Linked DNA regions of Mus musculus: region 1 is linked to region 2. Evidence: chromatin contacts called from public promoter capture Hi-C data. All regions are on one chromosome and are shown on one strand. The core of a region is the stretch at or near the end of the contact, and the rest is flanking DNA. Distances in the headings are between cores, read along the strand shown. Region 1 holds the start of Stx6 (syntaxin 6). Region 2 holds the start of 4930452N14Rik (RIKEN cDNA 4930452N14 gene).

Region 1 (6,742 bases), core at 2,876-5,375, 900 kb after region 2:
GGTAGTGGGGGCCAAGTTCTGGTTTGAAAGAGGATGAAGGAAGGTGACATATTAAAGAAAAGGATACCCCATTCCTACATGCTCCCTGAATCTGCCACAATTGCCACTGTTGTCTCTTTCAGATCCTAATTATTAGGCTTCCTTAGGCATGTGTGCTCTATCCTCTGTTCCTAGCTCTTAGATCTTTGTGACTCAGTTAATAAATCCATTAAGCTGGAAAATGAGGGTCCATGTCAGCCCTTGAGATGGTCATGACATTTACACAGTATCCAGACCCTTGGGAGCTTACAGTCTAGTGGGAAAGACCAAAATACAAGAAGCTAAGAAATACAAACGCTACATCAGTCATCTCTGGACCTCTGGAGTCTCTTTCCTTTAAAAAAAAAATAACAATTTTTATTAGCATATATTAGGCATACTTTGTTTGATTGTGGCATCTTCATATATGCAAAGAATGTGTTTTGATCATATTCTTCTCTCTCCCACTAGCCTCTTTTGTCCCCTATTTCCATTGTCTGCCTCATTTTCCCAAAGAGTAGGAATTTCTTCCTTGGGATGCAACCAACTCACTGACAGCTCCAAATGCTGCAAGACTTCTCCCTGGCCCTCTTCTTCCTCTTTTTTTTACCAACTTCTCCTCATCAGGAAACAACAATGTCTACCTCTGTGTTCTCCAGAGCTTTTATCAAATGCACCCTCCCTCCATGCCTTCATTACAACAAGCCTGGCTTCTTATCTTTTCATCCATCTTCTGCACTGTGACTTTCTAGCCACTTCGACACCTGTCTCAAAGCCTGTGTCTTAGTTGCTTTTCTATTGCTGTGAAGAGACACCACGATCAAGGCAACCTATAAAAGGATGCCTTTAATTTGGGGCCCACAGTTCCAGAGGATAGTCCATGATCATGGTGGGGAGCAGCAGGCATCTTAACATGGTGCTGGAGTAGTAAGTGAGAACTTGCATGTTGACACAACAACCATGAAGGGGAGAGGGGAAGGGAGGGCGGGAGAGAGAGAGAGAGAGAGCGAGAGCGCACATTAATTGGGAATGGCTTGGACTTTTGAAACTTTAAAGTCCACATGCCTCCTCCAACAAGGCTATACCTCTTAATCCTTCCCAAAGAGTTGCATCAACTGGAGAACAGGCATTCAAACATATGATCATAGCTGGGCCATTCTTATTCAGTCTGGCCCAGCTATTTCTCTGAGTTCCTAGGCTTATAGGACAGAACACAGAGTATTCAACGTTCCCAACCGCCTAGCCTTGCCCACCTGCAGCCTTAGCCTGCTAAGGCAGGCTTGAGAGACAAGGAAAGTGAATGGAACATTCAAGAAGACTCTCCTTGCTCTGGGCTCTAATTTACCTTTCCTGCTGACAGAATCAAGGAATTGTAATACAAATGATAAAGAGAAATTGACTACAGAGATAAAAAAAATCTCAAGGTTGATGTGAAAAACAGTAAATGAACTAGTCTATTAATTTTAATCTTGTTAATTTAAATTTTACACGTGTGTGTGTGTGTATACTTGTGCATACATATAGCACAATGTGTATGTGGTCGTCAGAGGACATTTTGCGGGAATCAGTTCTCTCCCTTCCATTGTGTGGATTCTAGGGATTGAACTTAGACTTCAGGCTTGGTGGTAAACACCTTTACTCACTAATTCATCTCACTGACTTCCGTGAACTATTCTTACATAGGACCAGAATGTTTGTAATCCTGAATTTTTACCATATTGGCAGGCATCTCTCATCTTTAAATCTAAGATTTGATGTGTGTGTGTGTGTGCGTGCGCGCACACATGCATGAATGTAGTGAAGGCCAGAAAAGGGAGTTAGATTCTTTGGAGCTGGATTTAACTGGCGGTTGTGAGCTGTCCAACATAGGTACTGAAATCTGAACTCCTATTCTTAGTACCAGCAGTAAATGCTCTTAACCACTGAGCCATCTCTCTAGATCCTTCATCTCTAATCTAAATAATGCACGTCATAAAAGCACATTACAACTTCATTTACTACAAAAAAAGTCCTTTTAAAAGGCTAACAAATTCATACACCTACTTAACTTTTAAACCTTAATTTAGATTTTGCATAATCTTTAAACCCTGTACTTTACATCCGTAGAGAAGTTCAAACTTCTAAAAGCTGCAAAATCATTCACATAGACATCTAAGTGACTTTCCGTGGAAGAGCCCACACTCATGTCTTGAGGTTGTGCCTGCCCCTTTCCTATACAACTCACTCTCTATATACTTAGTAAATGTGCTAACTTGACTTCACCATAGTTTATCCTGAAAATTTGTGGTATAGGCAAGATTGTGGCCATGCACCAGTGGAGGTCTGTAACACCCAAAGGAATGACTGGTAGCCACAGTGTTGGGCTGTATCTCCCTGCTGCTACTGACCCCTCTACCCCAGCTCTCTTTTCTGGCCTGAGAGGCTGCCCTGCTTGTCTACATCACTGATCCTTCCTGCCTTTAGCCACTGTTTAGGAGCCTCCCAGCCCAGCCCCACACACCCACAAAATACGCTGGTATCTCAGCTCTGCTATCTAGGCTGTGCATTTCTCCAGTTACCTGTGCCCTCTCATTATCTGGAATTGAATACTCCTCTCCACAGGCCTGGGAGCTCCTTGGGGACAAGAGTATTCATCTCGGAGTCCTTAGTGCCCTGAGCAGAGTAAAGAAGCTCAGGTGTGCTGGATTTTGCCAATACTTTGTACACTGTAGGAGAAAGATGTTACTATGGTATCCATCCAGAGACAGGACAGTCAACAATTAAGAACCTGGCTTGACACGGCTTCTGGGACTAGCAGAGCTGAGGTTTGACCTTCAAGGATCAGGCTCATCTGCTCTTCCACTTACATGCCATTGTCAATGAACATTTTATCTCTGAATTTCAGTAGGTAGGTAGCCAAAGCCTGCAACTCTCCCGGCAGCTCCCCTTCCCGACACCTGCCACCCACCGCTCCTTCAGGAGTTCAGAGAAGCCTGGCGTCTTTGACTTTTGCTTCTCACTTCTCTTCTCCTCCCTTCCTCTATCATGTCCTCTTGCTGTCCTCTAAACAACAGCTTCCTTCAGGGGTCCCTGACGGCATTGGGGCCTCAGAGTTCACATAACATTCCTCCTACTCCACCCCTACACATCCTGGCTGTCCTAGAACTAGCTCATTAGACCAGACTGGCCTCAGACTCATAGAGATCCATCTGCCTCTGCCCCTTGAGTGCGGGTCTTAATGGTGTGTGCCACCACCACCTTACATCTTAAAGATGAGGAATTGAATGGGGGACTTCAGGTTCAAAGGGAATTTGTTTGATGCAAGCTCCAAGGAGACTAAAGAATTTGGCTAAGTCACGTAACCTCTCGGAGTCCAAGCTCATTCATAAAATGAAGATGATAAATAATAGGAATGTGACAGTGAGATAACTTAGAATCCTGTCCAATGCTCAGTCACTGCTCAGTGATTATCAATAATCAAAGGTCACAGTTCTCATCCAAGAAGTTACGCACAGTGTGTCTAATTGTGCCATATAAAATGCTCTGGATGTTCTGCAATCGTAGTTGAAAGGAAGTGATCCCGTCTGGCTCCTTCTTTGCTTTCAGAATGAAGTACAAATGTCCGGGATCTGTGGATCTGTGTGTCTGGGGTTGTGTGACCCTGTACAGGAAAGAATGAAGTCTCTAACAAATTAGAAACAGTAGGATCGTCCTCCAAAAGAGTATTGATTGAGGATGTTTATACAGCCTTTACACACTGCATGACCTAAGACCTTACCATAATCAGATCTTTTGAGAATCCTTTAGTGCAAGACGATGATTAGATGGGCATGTAAATCACAGGGAGTTAAAAGCAAGTATTAAAAGTAGAGAAAAGGTAAAAGGTCTATGCAAATCAGACACAGCAACAGCTTTCTTAAAATCCTCATTGCCTTCTCCAGGCAGCAGAAGACCGCCCCCACTATCCAGAGCCCCGCCTCTCGGGCCTAGTGACGCAAGCTAGGCTCCGCCCCTCTCCGGCGCAGGGCCTGGGCGATCTGGGTCACGTGAGCCTGAGTGCGGAAGTGAGGCTGCGGTACGCGTCCATGATTGGTAGTGGCGAAGGTTCTGGGGGCGGGGCCAGACGCCGGAGGTGCCGGGGGAGGAGGCTGCCGTGGGGGCCGGCTTGGAGTGGGATTCGACCCGCGGCGCTGACCGACTGCTGGACCGACGGCCGACGGGCACCCGGGTCTGCGCGCACTGCTGCTCCGGGTCGCCCCGGCCGAGGCGCTGGCCACGGTAGACCTCAGGGAGGGCTCGGGCTGCCGGGCCGGGCGCCATGTCCATGGAGGACCCCTTCTTTGTAGTGAAGGGGTGAGTGTGGGCCGAGGACTCCCGCCTCAGAGAGAGGGGAGGGAAATCGAGGCAGGGCGACACAGCCTCTGTGCTCGGACACCGCGCGTCGTTTGGGGCCGGGCCCCTGGGGTCCCACTATCGGCCCGCACCGCCACTTCCTCGGGGTCGCGCGCCGCAGGTGGGGAGCGACGCGCCGGAGCCGGCCGACAGCATCTGGGCAGGAAAAGGGAAATGGCCCTCTTGGAGTGGGCGTGCGCGGGGGCGAGCTCCATTGTGGAGTCGTGGAGCTAGCTCGGGACGGCCACCCCGCGGCTTGCCCGGTAGTGTCCAGCGGGTGCGGGAGCCGGTGCGGGAGGACGCGCGCTTTCCCGGGGGAGGAAAAGTCCTCCAGGCCGGGTGCTGATGTTGGAAGGAAAACAATATGCAATCAGCCAAACCAAACTTTCCGAGGGTTTCTTGTGAGCCACCGGGGTTTTCCCACCGTGTCGAAGGAAATGAGTGTTTCTATTGAACTCCTTGGTTTCATCCTGGGTGTTTGACAGGTTTCCCTCACTTCACGTTCTGCCTTTTTAGAAGCCTACTGCCCTCGTTTTGCGACAGAACTGTCCTGACTCCATCTTTGTTTATCTGTTGGGAGATGAAAACATCAATTGCACTTTGTTGTATCAACTTTGTAGCCATTACACAAAAGCAAGAAAGCGCAATTATGATGTCGCAACTTATTTCTAATAATGTGTCAGTTTTATGCTTTGAATGTCAGAGAAATGTCAAAAATCTGAGAACTGCGAAGTTAAGACAGAGTAAGTTCTACTGACTGCAAAGTGTTCTTTGCTTTTAACTAGTTGCTACTTGCATCTTACTTGTATAGTGGTAAAAGCTGACCAGTTGTGTGGGTGTTTGTTTTTGTATTTAAGAGTCCTGGGAAACTTAAAATGAGATACTTTACTATCCTTGGTGTGTACAGTCAATGCACAATCAAATATATTATGACTGCTTTTTTTTTTTTTTTTGGCTTTTTGAGACAGAGTTTCTCTGTGTAACTCCCTTGAACTCACTGAGATCTGCCTGCCTCTGCTTCCTGAGTGCTGGGATTAAAGGCCAGCTTGGCTAAGATTGTCTCTACGTTTCCTTAAAAGGGTTTTTCTTTTGCCTTGCTTTAATTTAGTCGGGGAATAGGAAGGTATATATTTAACAGTAAAATCTGCCTACCTGGAAATTGTGTTCTATATTATGGAATTGATTAAGATTTTAGTTGGTTTTGTTTTTAAATTTAGAGTTAGAGTTGTATACTTTTCCCTTGAATGGAAGGGTTTTCTTGGGTTTTTGTCTTATTTTGTGGAGTGGTAAGTGAATGTTGTGGCATGCATGTGGAAATCAGAGGACAACTTGCAGGAACTTCTCCTCTTTCACTGCGTGGGTCTCAGGGATCTAACTCAAGTCTCAGGCTTGGCCGCAGGCACCTTTGTCTGCTGAGCCATCTCACCAGCCCCAGAACTGAAGTTTTTGACATTCAGGTTGCAAAGGTTATCTCTGGCAGTGAGTAGATAGCAGAGGTAACCAGCGGATTTCTCTGTTCGCCTTTGAGGGAAACATGGAAAGTTCTTTATTGCTCAGCCATATTGGTATTTACCCCTGCAAGTCTACTAGCACTTACTTTACTTGCTGACTAGGTATTACTACTCTATTAGGACACTGTCCTCGGTCACTTGTTGCAGGAGAAAAGACAAGCCAGCCACATCAGTGTCTCAGGATGTGTGATAGCATATCCATGAACATCATTTTATTAACAGGATTGAGGGCCACTGAGATATCTTGGTAGATAAGGGCTCATGCAGCCAAGCCTGATGACCTGAATTTGATCCCCAGAACCCACCTGCAGGAATTTACACACACACACACATACACACACACACACACACACACACACACACACACACACACACTCTCTCTCTCTCTCTCTCTCTCTCTCTCTCTCTCTCTCCAAAGTTTCAAAAACAAGATTATTGAAAATGCATCACAGGGTAGAAAAAGTAAAGATGCCTCAAATATGACTCTGAAACAAGGTGCTTCTAGAGTAATCAGCGGAATAAATCACATCAGAATTAAGTAGACATGACAGGTGATCGGTAAGTGTAGCAGTGTTTCCTAGAGATGATGAGCATCTCAGGTGTTCAGAGAAAAGGCAGTGCCTTAGGAATTGTTATGGTGGGAAAAGCTATTGGAACAGGGATGTTTTGAAGGTAGCAGAATTCAGACAACTTAGACCTCTTTCTCCTGTCTAGGGATTTAGAAAAGAGACATGCTTCCTGCTTCCATTTTATTTCTTCTATCTTTTTTTTTTTTTTTTTTTTGGTTTGTTTTTGTTTTTCGAGACAGGGTTTCTCTGTGTAGCCCTGGCTGTCCTGGAACT
Region 2 (6,169 bases), core at 2,098-4,597:
CTGTGCAGTTGCCAGTGGCTATCACATACCTTAAGCCAGTTAAACCTAAATACCTTTGTGGAATTTTATTTATTTTCTGTTGCTCAGAGAAGAGAGTTGACCATGCCTTAGGGAAGTTACACAAGCTTGCTCTGGGCCATACAGCTAGTAAGGTCAGAGTTAAGATTCAGATTACAAAGCTGTCTCCGTAAGACATCTTAGTCTGCCTTGGGTTTTGTTGTTAAGCCAGACTATCTTCTCTTTGAGATGAGACTGAAATGAGACAGATATGTGGAGTGAGGGCAAAGTTGAAATTTGTATTTGAAGTTTTCTCTCTCTCTTTCTCTCTATCTTTCCCCTGTCCCTCCTTCCCTTCCACCTCTCTCTCTCTCTCTTTCTCTCTCTCTCTCTCCCTCCCTCCCTCCCTCTCTCTTCAAAATGAGATATTGCCTCCATTAACTTTAACACTTTAAAAGCCACGATGATTTCCCCATATTTCTAGATGCCCAAGGTTTATACTTTATTATTTTTTTAATTCTGTGTATGAGTCTGTGCAGTTGGGTGCAGATGCCTGTAGAAGGCAAGGGTATTAGATCTTATGGAGCTGGAGTTACACATGATTGTGAGTCACCTGATGCGGGTCCTACAAACCAGGCTTGGCGTCTTAGTGTTTCTACTGCCATAAAAACCCACCATGACTAAAGCAGCTTGGGAAGAAAATAGTTGACTTCATCTTACATCTTATAATCCAGAAAGTCAGGCAGGAACTCAAGGCTGGAACCTGGATGCAGGAACTGAAAAAAAAGGCCAGGGATTGCTGCTTACTGGCTTGCTCCTTGTGGCTTGCTCAACCACTGTCTTATAGTACCCAGTACAGGAGTGGCACTGCACACAGTGAGCTGGGCTCTCCCACAGCCATCATCCATCAATCAGGAAAATGTACCATAAGTTTGCCCACAGGTCAGCTTGATGAGGGATTTTTCTGAGTTTCCCTCTTCCAAAATGACTATAGCTTGTGACAAGGTGACATAGAACTAGCCACACAATGGTTAGAGCAGAAAGTGCTTGTAGCCACTGAACCATCACCCCAGCTCAGGGTTTTCATTTTCACAGATTTCTATAGGTCTCAATCTTGACTGGTATGGATTGGCTCACTTAAGAGGGCCTCTCTGATCTTGTGGGAGCTTTGATATCTATATTTAATTGAACTGGATAGATAGAAAATTGTTCTTCCTTCCAAACAAAGTTTTTTGTTGTGGATTTTATAAAAGCATTTGATAAGGAGTGAAAAGGGACATTACCTTAGCCTCACAGAGGTATCCCATTGAATGTAATTCACTATTATTCTTAATGACTATTTAGCTTTTTCCTCTGGGATTTTCCATTGGTCCCTTCATCTAGAAATGTCTGCCTACTCTGGCCAGTTTTCTGAGTCTTCCATTTTCTCTCCTTATACTTCTTCCCTTTCTTTACTCCTTATTCTTATTTGTTATTCTTGACAATGCTTTCTTTTTTTAATTGTGATTTGTCAAGCAGCTATCTGTATTCCTATTCTCTTATGCGAGGTTCAGCCTTTCTTTGGGGATTAAAGTTCTTTAAAGTTCTGTAGTGATTAAAAGTGCCTTTCCTGCAACAAGACCCAGCTGTTTGGTTTAGTTTTATATTGCTTTGTGTGTAGAAAAAAAAAGCCATCTATTGAGGTAAGAGTTTTAGAAGGAAGGGCAAGAGTAAGAAAGGGCTGAAGAAGGTGGGGAAATGCCAAGTGTTTTCTGTAGGGAAATGGAAACAGTACCCAAAGGGAACCAGCGTCTGGAATGTGGGAGCACTCAGGGCTGGGATTAGGGCTAGGTCTTTCTCTAGCAATCAGTCATACAAATGAACAGAGAGGAAGGAAGGAAGGAAGGAAGGAAGGAAGGAAGGAAGGAAGGAAGGAAGGAAGGAAGGAAGGAAGGCAGGCAGGCAGGCAGGCAGGGAGGGAGGGAGGGAGGGAGGAAGGAAGGAAGGAAGGAAGGAAGGAAGGAAGGAAGGAAGGAAGGAAGGAAGGAAACAGGACATTGGTGTGTGTAAGGTCAGAAGCCTGCATGGTTGACTATAGAGCAAGACAAAAAGTACTCTCTAAAGACAACTGCTTATGACCTGGGCTACACTCCCATTGTGACAACGAGAAAGTGGCCACAGGGGAAGAACAAGGAAGATGGGAGGAGGGTGTTGATTGCCCAACTAAGTAAGAAAGGGCAGAGAGAGAGAGAGAGAGAGAGAGAGAGAGAGAAAGAGAGAGAGAGAGAGAGGAGTATGAAAGAGATAAGGTCCAAAAGGAGTTAAGACCGAGTATCTGCAGGGCTTACCTGGCACTCTGAAGCCCAAATCCCTAGGAGACCCCAATATCTTCTCATGGGCCCCAACAAAAGAAGCTGGCCCTACCTCATGGCTCCCCTCCCCTTTTATTCCCAAAGATCCCAGACTATCATAGGTTTAGTGGTTGAGGCAGCCCACCTAACTTACACTTTCCAAAAGTCAGATGAAAACAGCCATTGGGAATTCAGAAGTCCCTCCCAGGAGGGTGTGGCCCAGCTGCCTGCAGGGCAAGCTTTCAAATGGTTAGTTACTTTAGGAAAATGAAGTCATGTAATAACTATTCTCTCTCTCCCACTTCTCTTACTAACATCCCACTCTCTTTTTTAGGGAACAATGTTCTCTCCTGTCTGCTGCTATACATATGGAGACTGGGAGAGTGGGTATTTGATTTCCCTAGACTTGAAATTGAATCCATTTCCACTTTGACATTGTCTCTCTTTTACCTGTGCCTCCTTTCATCGTCCTTTGGTCTCATTGCTCAGTGGCCAACTTCTCCTCCCTCCCATCCCACATCTCTGTTTCATTATTTTGGATTTCCATTTACTGTTCTTCCCATCAAGAAGAGCATGGGAACACAGTCTTCCTTATTAGAGTGGACTGTTGCTTTGGAGGTCTTTAGCATGCAATGAGTGAGCTACCTGTCACCTCCGGAAACATCCCGGGTTTCTGCCAGCTCTTCCCCCCTGCTGCTCCTGCCCTCCAGATCATACCTCTAGTAGCTTGACATGATGGGGCCACTTTAAAACTGTGAGAATTGTCCCTATTCATAGGTCCAAAAGGAGACTCAGTGGGTGGTACCATTAGCTCTAAAGCTTGAAGCAGATTGCAATTGTCTTGCTCAGAAGAGAGAATCCCAAGTCAGAGCTTTTTTTTTTTTTTTTTTTTTTTCTTTTTGATAAAATATTCTGGACCAGATTTCAAGCTGCTCTGGCACCAAACAAGAATCTTCCTGTTCTTGATGCGATACGTTTCCCCACCGAAACGATTTCAGACTTGCCAATCACAGGCAGGAGCTCCTGACGCTTATTTGCAGGATCCGTGACAACCATTGTCTTACCCCATAATATCCCGCTTCCTTCTAGCCCTCCCCAGAACCGGAATAGAGCTCCTGCGGTTCAGTATGCAGGGGATCTGTTGCGAAAACAACAGACAGCTTCCTTTCAATATTTCATCATAGAGTCACATATTTTTGATACACGGTATTTCAAAGTCGACAACTGGGGACAGAAGATGAGCTCTTTGTGGGGCAGTGAGCCAGACGGAAGCAAGCACCAACCTTTGGAGCTCCCCCTTCGCATTATGGAGATGCCGTCAGCTCACTGGACCACCTGCTTTTCTATCAGGAAGATCAGTGTAGACCATGACTGGGAACAGTTGGAAGGCAGGGTCCTTGTTCTTCATGGCACCTGAAAGATGTAAGCTCTCTTGTGGCAGAACTGAGTTGAATCTGGAGTTGGCAGTAGCTCACAAGGTTGTTCATATAGACATCTAGTTCAGGGGCTCATTTTCAAACCTGAGCCCAGAGAGCATTAGGATCCAGTGGCATGTAGGTTAAAAGGTTATCAGGACAGAGATACAGATGCAAGCCTGTTTCATGAGCAATAGAGTTTGAAGAACGAGGTGATCGCCAGTGTTCTGTGGTTATTATTATTTTTAATTACAAAAAAACTATAGACCTTTAAATTTTTATTTTTCTTATTTAAAATACAAAATATTAGGTTTCCTTGTGGCATTTCCCAAAGAAAACAATGTTTGTTGTGTAGCCTTCTTCCTCCTCCTAGCCATTATCCCGCTGTACTCTTCCCACCCCTAGTACCTCTGTCTGTTTTCATATCACTAGTCCCTTTGTCTTACCATCTTCCTCAATGCCTCTTGTCCCCCCTCCCATGGTCTAGGTTCATAGCCTATGCCTACTCACACCTAGCCCCCCCACCCCCTGTTTACATACATACAAACACTGAAGGCTAGGATTTACATATTAAAGACTATGCCTTCCTGAGTCTGGATCACCTCACTTATAATAGTTTACAGATGTACCCATTTTTCTGGAAATTCCATAATCTCACTTTCCTTAGCATTTGAGTCTTTAAAATGCCACTGAGCCTTTTGGATGAACAAAGGAGACCAAGTTGAGTTGTTACCTCAATAGACCTCTGCGCATCACTCTGGGATGGGCAGATCCATTCCAGACCTCTCACATTTATACACGAGGAAATGGAAGTGTCAAGAGGAAGTGGCGTGCTCACTGACCTTTGACCTACTGGCCCTTCTGGATTGGAGCCCATCAGCCTTGCTGTGCACTCCTGAGGCTGCCACACAGCTGCTTGCATCCACACAGCCGCCTGCATCTACATAGCATAGCACAGAAACAATCAAATGAATAAGCCAATACCATGACTCTGATGTCAAACGCTTGTTTTCGGTGTGACATTTTGAAGATTGATAACCTGTGACTGCTAAGAATTATGCCGAAACTCTGAAGGTCCTCAGAGAATACATTTTCCCCTCGTGTGAGCCATGCAGTTCCCAAATTTCAGATCCATGTGAGGCGTTGTTATACCCTGCCTTATATTTTATTCATTTAGTTTAAGCCATCATTTCATTTTTTTTTAAAGGGCAAATGATTCCTACAGCAAGAACCTTTACAGGCAGATGCAAAGCCCTGTGCTGAAACTGAGGAAAAAAAAATTTTTTAAATGCCAAGAAAACCAGTTAAACGTGTGTGGAGCATTAGCTAGGGAGGTGTGCATGCGTTGGAGTGGGGGTGTCTTCTGAGTCATTGCCCTAAATTTAGCAATGCAGTTTTTCTTTCTTTCTTTTTCTTTTTTTTTAAATAAGCCTTTAAGAGCTGGTTCCCAGAGATCCTGTTATTTCTCTGCATGTGCCTTACGTAAGGCTTTGTCACAGGCCTGAGGAACAGGCAAAAAGGAAGGGTGTGGCCCCTTCCACAAAGAACCATGAAGTTCAGAGTTACTCAAAGGCTAAGGAACTCAAGCCTTTCTTTTGAGGCTGTCTGCTGGAGATGCTGTCTGCTAAGTGCTTCCCACTTTCATGTTGTGGGGCGGTTTGATATTTATTCACTTCTCCATGTGGAGTAGGACTGTCACTAGTGTTAATCATTCCCAAGAGCATTGGCATAACTCTTATTGAACTCTTCAAAGCATTCTCTTTGCCATCCACCTTCATTCCTTTGTGTTCTCTCTCTCTCTCTCTCTCTCTCTCTCTCTCTCTCTCTCTCTCTCTCTCTCTCTCTCTCTCTCTTTCTCCCTCTCTCCCTTTCCCCTTTCTATTTTTTTCTATAGATTCACCTCATGAATGGTTTCTGAAAGATGTGGGCTTCTAGAGAGTTTGGAAATCTATTTCTTCAGAGTTCGTTTCCAACTTATGAATAGTAATTGCTCACATGGCTTCTCTCAGCTTCCTTTTAGCAATCCGTAGGTACATAATGGCTGGGATCCTGAAGATCTGTTTAGGCACTTGCATAGTCTGTAAGTGATGCTATCGAGAGGATGCCACTTTTAAGCTGGAACAATGACCTTTCCCTGTGTCTCTAGCTCTTCTTAGCTGTCTCTGCAAATGCTCACAGGTAGGCTCGGCTTTGAGGGAAAGAAGCAGTAGCTATCCTGATGGCAAATGCCCCTCTTGCCTCTTCCGATTTCTGCATCTTTGCTCTGACAGTGTCCCCAGCCTGAGCGCCTTACTCCTACCTACCCATAAACAAACCTCTTGTCTGTTCTGCCGTCCTACTGGATTCTTTTCTGTCCTACTGTGTTGCTGGATATTGCCATAAATCTCAGCCAGATTAATCCTGGACAAAACTGATAACCAATCTCAG

Evidence for each region. Promoter capture Hi-C pulls out the DNA fragments that hold promoters and counts their contacts.
Region 1: a contact with region 2 is called in a promoter capture Hi-C map of hippocampal neurons, with 5 times the contacts expected there. The contact joins the promoter of Stx6 here to the promoter of 4930452N14Rik in region 2. A contact is called at or near these places in 2 of 39 promoter capture datasets (hippocampal neurons and liver).

Annotation. Positions count from the first base shown.
Region 1 is chr1:155,154,578-155,161,319 of GRCm38.p6, forward strand. Stx6 (syntaxin 6) reads left to right here and starts at 4,126. Exons shown (of 8, transcript NM_021433.3): 1 at 4,126-4,350. The coding sequence starts at 4,316.
Region 2 is chr1:154,253,559-154,259,727 of GRCm38.p6, forward strand. It overlaps 4930452N14Rik (RIKEN cDNA 4930452N14 gene), which reads right to left and starts at 3,348. Exons shown (of 4, transcript NR_040629.1): 1 at 3,045-3,348; 2 at 2,482-2,554; 3 at 718-773. It overlaps 4930532M18Rik (RIKEN cDNA 4930532M18 gene), which reads left to right and starts at 2,131. Exons shown (of 3, transcript NR_108050.1): 1 at 2,131-2,203.